Regions from separate parts of the Pan troglodytes genome. Here region 2 is linked to region 1. The links are chromatin contacts, called in public HiChIP or PLAC-seq maps. All regions are on one chromosome and are shown on one strand. Each heading gives the region's core, a stretch centred on a gene start, on an enhancer-like site or on the middle of the called end of the contact. The rest is flanking DNA. Distances are from core to core; before and after follow the strand shown. Region 1 holds the start of ATP7A (ATPase copper transporting alpha). Region 2 holds the start of PGK1 (phosphoglycerate kinase 1).

Evidence for each region. HiChIP or PLAC-seq counts read pairs in DNA pulled down with a chosen protein or histone mark.
Region 2: an H3K4me3 HiChIP or PLAC-seq map of stem cell-derived excitatory neurons shows a contact between it and region 1, with 3 times the contacts expected there. The contact joins the promoter of PGK1 here to the promoter of ATP7A in region 1. A contact is called at or near these places in 2 of 7 Hi-C or Micro-C datasets (induced pluripotent stem cells and stem cell-derived neural progenitor cells) and 1 of 1 datasets of contacts at active chromatin or transcription factors (stem cell-derived excitatory neurons).

What each region holds. Positions count from the first base shown.
Region 1 is chrX:75,690,791-75,695,100 of NHGRI_mPanTro3-v2.0_pri, forward strand. ATP7A (ATPase copper transporting alpha) reads left to right here and starts at 2,386. Exons shown (of 24, transcript XM_016943572.4): 1 at 2,386-2,615.
Region 2 is chrX:75,883,842-75,888,151 of NHGRI_mPanTro3-v2.0_pri, forward strand. PGK1 (phosphoglycerate kinase 1) reads left to right here and starts at 1,812. Exons shown (of 11, transcript NM_001135738.1): 1 at 1,812-1,961. The coding sequence starts at 1,897.

The DNA.
Region 1 (4,310 bases), core at 1,136-3,635:
CAGGCTGGTCTCGAACTCCTGACCTCAGGCGATCCACCTGCCTCGGCCTCCCAAAGTGCTGGGATTACAGTCGTGAGCCACGGTGCCCAACCTCATAAATCCCATTCTTAATTTCACTCTAGGACAGAATTATTGTAGCACCTGTGTTCTGTTATTTTAGATTCATTTTAACTTACCTAGACACGGGTACTGTGGTAGTTGTAGAGGTACAGATGTTGAGTTCCCATCCTCCTGGCTTAATGTCACTGGGGTTATTAATACACTTCGTAAGCATTTTAGGGACACCTGCTGTCTGCTCAACCCCCAGCAAACCTGATTATTTCTTGAAGACATTCCCTTCTATGCTTGTGCATTGGTAAGGAGGATTAGGGATGATGCATTTAAAGACAAGAGTTTTAGGCTGGGCCTGGTGGCTCATATCTGTAATCCCAGCACTTTGGGCAGCTGAGGTGGGAGGATCATTTGAGGCCAAGAGTTCGAGACCAGCCTGGGCAACAAAGGGAGACTCCCATCTCCACACACACAAAAAATAAAAATTAGCCAGGTGTGGTGGTGTGTGCCCATAGATCCAACTACTTGGGAGGCTGAGGTGCAAGGATCGCTTTAGCCCCGGAGTTTAAGGTTACGAGGACCTATGATCACACTTCTGCACTCCAGCCTGGGTGACAGCAAGACTCTCAAAACCAAACAACAACAACAAAATATATATATAGCTCTCTAGGTTTTTATGTTAAATATTAGAGTGCCTAAGAATGTACATGGTTGGCAGAGGATCTTGCAGCTCATAGTGATAAACTTTAATATTTACATAAAAATACTAGATAGCTAGTAGATTCAATGTTCTGCTTCTGAAAAAGATATATTTTTGGTTTTGCCTTTTAGTGAATTTCTTTTGGATGCTTAACACAATGTTAATATAGTTACAAACCAACTTGCTAATATTTGGAAACCCACTTAAAAGCTATCTTCATTTCATATGATGTGATTTTTAAGTTTAAATTTGGGGCTGAGTTTGTATCTTAATAATTAAGGCTGCACACATTGACAACTACAAAATAATGCCTGGGAAGATGAGTCCTGAGGCTAATTTTATATTTATGTGGATGAGTGTGGAGGGGGAGAATAATTCTGAAATACTTAATCACAGACCTAAAATGTAGATCTATGGGTAATTTTAAATGTTGCCTGTCAAGGCTTAATAGGGACTTGACAACAGCTAGGATGGAAATTATTTCAACACTTAAATATGCTTACTTTGTGCCGGACGCTGTTCTAAGTCTTTTACAAATATTTACTTGATATTTGTATTTTGTGTACTATTTTGATTTCTGCAACATTATTAGGCTTCATACTCTTCTGTGGGAACTGGGTTCAAATGGTTCCAGATGAAAATACAAATAGTCCTGTGATTAGTTTTGTTCTACATCTTATGACAGATACTTCATGAAAGGAAATATGAAAAGGCCACATCTTGCTTTGAAATAAGTGAGATGGAGCCTCTCCCTCTTTTTACTGTTAATGTTCATAGTTTTAAAAATCCTAGAATTTTGCTGCTTTTCAAAATGTTAAATTGGAAAGCAAGAATAAAATGACCCTTTTTTCAAATGTTTTCTGTACCATTTATTGCATTGTTTACATTTTATGCATCTCATTTCTAAATGAACTCATGGTAACAGAGACTGTAACACTTTTGCATCACCGGAATCTTCTAGGTGTGTAAAATGATGGACGAGTGAATGAATAAATGGGGGAGTGGTTCAGAGCTTGGAATGGCGCTATGAAGGTGGTGAAGTGACGTCCCTACCCCCTCAACACACATATAAAAATTATGAATTTATAAACATTTTCCTCTTGATGTAATTTTTCAATGGAGGGAAGAGGATAAATTCATAGTTCTGGCACTTACATCTGGAATTAGGCTACACAGTCTACGGGAAGCAAGTTAACACAGTCTAACAGATGCACGTGAATTTCATGCTGGGCGAAGATGAACTATGTGGAAGATGACTTACAAGGAGCTTTTATGTTACATCTTGGCAGTTAACACAGTCTAACAGATGCACGTGAATTTCATGCTGGGCAAAGATGAACTATGTGGAAGATGACTTATAAGGATCTTTTATGTTACATCTTGGCCTGAAGTTAGGAAACTAAAGATGACAAAGGCACTGTTTTAGTATGGGTTTTCTGGTTTCGTTTTTGTCGTGGGGGCGGGGTGGGATAGTGGACTCGTACCCTAACAAAGACCCACCCGAGGCTGCGTGTCGGCCCGGGGGCAGCAGGGGGCAGGAGAAGCTGGCTGTAGACCACGCGTTCCTTTTCACGTGACCAGTCGCTCTCTTTCCCGTGGCGGCCCTGCTTCCGGCAGGGGCATCACCCGGAAGTGGGGGTAGTCGAGGGAGGGAGGGGTAAAGGCGGCTGGCCGCCGCGGCAGGCCGCCGCGGCAGGGGGTGGGAAAAGAGAAGCAGAGGGAGGAGTTGTTGCTGCCGCCGCCGCAGCCGCAGCTACTGTGACTTCTCCGATTGTGTGAGCTTTGTTGGAGCCTGCGTACGTGGATTTATCGCTGCCACGGTCTGCGTAGCTCCAGAGGTTTAACCATAGGATAGAGAAACCAGGTAAGTCCTACATTGGCTTCCCGTCGTCCTTTCTCCTGGAGGGGGTCTTCTGTGCTGTCAGTTTGTACTACGAGTGTGGTGAGAAGGTCATGTTAGTCTGGGGCAGTCTCGAAAGTCTCACTTATTCACAATTCAGGTATTAACTACATTTATGTTTTACCTCCCCTAACAGGGGATAGAGGAGGGGAAATTAAATCCTGACCTGTGTCACTTTCTTGTACCCTCTTGGAGAGAGTGTCCTGATCATCCATGGCCTACGTTACCCAATTAATTGAGGGTACAAGAAAGTTTGTGTTTGGCATTGAAAGTCACATGGACTGGGGTCTTTGCTTAGTGACACCTCTTTATACTTTGGAAGCTAAGGTTACTAAAATGACCATAATTGATGAAATAATAATTGAAAAATAGATATTTGGCTTCTTGTCTTGCTCTGGGAGCGTAAGGTAAACTGAGAGAACTCTTGTTTCCACTTAGTTTTGTTCATTGTGCCCCCTTTCCAGTAAAGTTACTGTCCATTGTCCGACCCTGTGGCATCTTATCTTTGACACTTTTCTTCGTTGTAGACGTTGAGATTATCTTAAGCACAAACACTTATGTTTCACAATTCAGCGTTTGTCCAGGATCTGATCTTTATTTTAATCATAGACTCTTTATCTACAATAGTATGGCTTTGTATTGAGAATATGTGCAGAACATTGAATTAGATGATACTGAGGTTATTAATTTTTTTTTTTTTTTGCCGGGTGCGGGGCGGGGAGCAGGGAGGGGGTGATGCACAAGAAATAAGACAGAGTTCCTGGCCTCAAAAGAGTTTACTTACAGTAGGCTGGGCGCGGTGTCTGACACGCCTGTAATACCAACACTTTGGGAGGCCGAGGAGGGTGGATCACCTGAGGTCAGGAGATCGAGACCAGCCTGGCCATCATGGCGAAACCCTGTCTTTACTAAAAATACAAAAATTAGCTGGGCGTGGTGGCGGGCGCCTGTAATCGCAGTTACTCGGGAGACTGAGGCAGGAGGATCGCTTGAACCTGGGAGGCGGACGTTGCAGTGAGCCGAGATCGTGCCACTGCACTCCAGCCTGGGCTACAAGAGCGAAACTGTCTCCAAAAAAGAAGAAGAAAAAAAAATAAACAGTTTACATACAATTGAGTCCGAATTGAGTCAGTTGAATTCAGCTATGAAGACAATGGTTTCTAGCAGCCCCACTGACTGAATTACTAGGTTGCTTATCACATCCTTTTCAATGGTTATTTTTGAACTGGCATTTTATTATATTTAACATTTTCTGGTGTCTAAGGTCATGACATGAGAGAGTTTTTTTTTGTACTTGAGGGTCTCAATGTAGTAGGAAAGAAAGATACACGATTACCTAAACATTTAAAAAATCTCACTAATGTCATATATTAGAAACAGGAGGTGTTATGAGAGTGCAGGGAAGGGAGCATGTGAACTGGGCTTTGAAAAATAGATAGGATTTAGCTTTGCAGGAATGGAGGAAGAGGAAGACATCTATCTGGACTGATAGAAGAAATAATGTGAGCAAAGCCGTGGGGGTCTGGAAAGTTGCCCGACCTCCAGTAACACACTGTAAGTCAATATTCCTATTTCTAACAGCCACATCTTCCAAGATGTCACTGATTAAAATTAGAAAAAATATAGAATACAAAACTAGTCAGCTCACAAACATATCCA
Region 2 (4,310 bases), core at 562-3,061, 190 kb after region 1:
CAAGCTCTTGAGCTGCTTGCTCAGGCCTGCTCTCACCTTGTGGAGTATACTTTTGAAACCGCCTTTGCAAAAATCATAACTGAGGAAATTATGACAGTGAAAGAGATCAGACCTAACCTACCCTATCTTCCTTCTAACTTCTAAAATGTCTTTGTTCATTCCTGGGTATAGGCCAAACTAGCCTTGGGAAAGAATTTATAGTGTAAACTCTGAGACAAAATTGATAACAGCCCTTTCCCCTTCTTGCTGGGACCAGTCTGCCTTTCTTTGTAGGTGTAACAAATTAGCTACAAGATTATAAATTACAGTTTAGGGGCCATGCAGCCTCCGGCTGCAAGAATCTGAACCTCCCCAAATTGCTTCTGGGAATAACATCACCATTGCAAATCCTAAGATCAGGGCTTGAGATATTTTGCAGACCCTGCATTCTCATGCAGCAGAGGACACCACCCAGACTGATAATCTGGCTCAACTAGCTCCACGATCCCACCCAGGAAGAACTCGCAAGAACTCACTTCGACCCCGTGATTTAATCTTCATCCCGACCAACTAGCACTCCCCACTTTCCGAACCCATACCTGCCAAATTATCCTTAAAAACTCTGATTCCAGAATGCTCAGGGAGACTGATTTGAGTGATAATGAAACTGGTCTCCCGCACAGCGATCAGCGTGAATTATTCTTTCGCCATTGCAATTCCCGTCTTCATAAATCAGCTCTGTCTAGGCAGCGGACAAGGTGAACCCATTGGGCGGTTACACTTTCGTTTTCAATACATCTCTGCTTTTATTGCTTCATTCTTTCTTTGCTTGGTGCATTTCGTCCAGTTCTTAGTTCAAGACGCTAAGAACTTGGACACCCTCCACGGGTAACGGGACTACAGGTGCCCGCCACCACGTCTAGCTAATTTTTTGTATTTTTAGTAGAGATGGGGTTTTGCTATGTTGCTCAGGCTGGTCTCGAACCACCGGGCTCAAGCAATCTGCCGGCCTTGGCCTCCCAAAGTGCCGGGATTAAAGGCGTGAGCCACCGCGCCTGGCCCACTAAACTTCTCTGTGCATCAGTTATTTCATTTGCCTAATGAGGATAATAGTAGTCACTACTGCGTTTTGTGAGCGTTGGTTAATATATGAAAAATGCCATGTGTTTGCCATTAGCATCAATCATGCCATAACCAGAAAAATTACATTGCATTTTTTATTTTAAAAAAGGTGGGGGCCAGAGTGGACCTGGGCCTTTTCCAACTTCTGAGAGGTCTCTATTACTAAGTAAGCCTTAAGAAGCAGAATTCCATGAAGGGAGCTAGGAAACCAGGATTTTCCAAAAGGAGGTGGCATTTGCATTGATCCTGGTAGGGCAGCCTCGAATTCCACGGGGTTGGGGTTGCGCCTTTTCCAAGGCAGCCCTGGGTTTGCGCAGGGATGCGGCTGCTCTGGGCGTGGTTCCGGGAAACGCAGCGGCGCCGACCTTGGGTCTCGCACATTCTTCACGTCCGTTCGCAGCGTCACCCGGATCTTCGCCGCTACCCTTGTGGGCCCCCCGGCGACGCTTCCTGCTCCGCCCCTAAGTCGGGAAGGTTCCTTGCGGTTCGCGGCGTGCCGGACGTGACAAACGGAAGCCGCACGTCTCACTAGTACCCTCGCAGACGGACAGCGCCAAGGAGCAATGGCAGCGCGCCGACCGCGATGGGCTGTGGCCAATAGCGGCTGCTCAGCAGGGCGCGCCGGGAGCAGCGGCCGGGAAGGGGCGGTGCGGGAGGCGGGGTGTGGGGCGGTAGTGTGGCCCCTGTTCCTGCCCGCGCGGTGTTCGGCATTCTGCAAGCCTCCGGAGCGGACGTCAGCAGTCGGCTCCCTCGTTGACCGAATCACCGACCTCTCTCCCCAGCTGTATTTCCAAAATGTCGCTTTCTAACAAGCTGACGCTGGACAAGCTGGACGTTAAAGGGAAGCGGGTCGTTATGAGGTAATTCTGCACGTTTGCCCGCGTGCTCTCTGTGCTCTGTCGCAAACCTCTGGCCGGAACCGACTTGTTCTCTCGTCTGCTCTAAGTTGCTTTTAGCTTTTGGCTGGGCCCCAGGGGTCCTAGGCTTGGAGGGCGAGGCTGCTCACGGGTTTGGTGGTTTCTAGCCGCATTTTCCCCAGCCCAGAAAGCAGCCGAAGTCACCCTTCGGGGATGGATCCCACTGAGGAAGGGCTGAGATTGCCGCTGGGACCCATTTTGTCCTTTTTCCTATTGGTGAAATGCAGTTCCGTTGCCTCCAGCTCCCAGTCGGCGAGATGGGACTTAATGCTTATCCTGCAAATCTCTAGGCTTCAAGGAAGGGACCTTGAAAGGTCATTTTACTTTCCCTTCCCCCACGCTCCTAGACCGTCGCAGCCAAATGAGAAGCGGCCCACATCTCACAGGTTCCTGCACAAAAGGATATTTTTCCAAGAGGATGTTGATTTAACTGTTCAGGAGTAGACCCCCCCGCCCCCCGCCACTAAAGAATTGGGGTGGGAGGGTAGGGCGGGGCGCACTGGAGGAGGCCCTGCAGAGCTTACGTAACAGGCGTCTGCTGCCCTGCAGCGCGGTATCGTTGGACTCTTGGGCACAGGATTTGCATCAGGATTGTGACATACTAGGTAATGGTAGAGCAGGGTGTGGCTGCTCATACTTGCTGGCCTCCAATCTCATCCCCACGTGTGGCTAGAAAAGTAGAATTTTAAAATTGGGGGAAGTTTCCTCGTGCACTTTGGGTCTCTTACTCTGCGCATGTGGATCTCTAGTCACTTGCCAACACGGCTTCTCTCATCTGCCAGAATTGTTGGTAGAGTGGGGAGCTTTTACATTTATCCTTTTTGTCACGTGTGGTATATTTGTGCATACCAGGAGCAAGGTGCAGGAGGATGAGTCGGTATGTAACTGATGGACTTGACTGTTTATATACCTTAACAGGATCCAAGAGTGGTGTTTTTGAGGGGTCATAAAGGTTTCTGTTGATAGCATTTTGCAACCTTGACCTTTTAGGGAAGTGGTTGATTGATGGGTACGTATTTGGCTGGTGTAATCTAGCCCCTTTTCCAATTTGGGCTGGTTCAAATGAGGGTTTGTGTTGGATATTAACAGACACGTAAGTCAGTAGGAGATCTCCCTTTACTCTAACTTTAAACATATGAGGACACGTTTGAGTTAGGGAACTGTATGGGTACCCTAAAAGGACATGTAGCTCTCCTCTTCTCTCTAATTTCACTTTGGTCAATATTTTTGCAGGTAACCGCTGCCCTGCTATGGAGATAGAAGAACCCAATAATTTATGTCCATGAAAAATACCTGGTTTCCACATTTCCCCAAATGACATAGGCCTTTGTAATCTGGACAAAGTAGGAGTCATAGCCATGTTAGTACTAGAGGAGTGCCCTTTCTGGCCCTCATACAATCCTAAAAAAAGGGGATAGACCCTGTAAAAAACAGGACAGGTGGACATTGGCATGCAACTAGCTTTTAGGTTTTAATTAGTTCCTTGCATCTCCCCTGTGTTCGAGGCTGATTCTTCCAGATGCATGGACCAACTAAAAGACAAGGAGTGGGACATTATGCTGATAACCTTCCTATAATTGCAGTCTTGGGCTTTATTTCTTCTCTCTCTAGGGAAACTGGCTTGAGGAAGCTAGCTGGGGGCGGGATTGGAGGAGCTGCTTAACTTTTCTCCCTCTGGACCTAATAAAGTTTCATTTAGCACACACTAACCCAAAGCCTTGAAGTGATTGGCTAGTCCTGTTTTGCTGATGGAAAATGACCTGTTCAGGGTTACTGAACTACCAAGTTGGTGGCAGAGCTAGGAGTAGAATTTAGGTCTCCTTGGCTATCAACTAGATCCTCTGAATATTCGAGACAATGACCAAGGATACGTTGAAATAGAACTTTCTCCCGTAACCTGGATACCTTCTACTTATTTAGGCTGAGGACAGGAAGTTACATGGTTCCCTGATTATTAATGTATTTCTTTTGAACAGAGAGTCACATTGTAGGCCTACTTTTTTGGAGGTGCCTAGGCAGCCATGTGGTGTCAGCTCAATTCCTTTTTGTTTCAACGTGGTGGTTGCTGGCGGTGTTTCCGGAATGGGGCTTCCTGAGTAGTGGCTGCCTCATTTGTCGTCTTTGTCCTGCAGAAGTGAACTATGGTATTTGCTGACTCTTCTGGTCCACTGGTTTGGATTGCCAAGGGAAATTAATTTGTTGAGGTAACATGGGATAGCCAGAAACCTCTGACTTGTTAATTACCAGGTTCCATCTTAGTTTTTTAGGACTCCGCAGTTGACTTTACAGCCT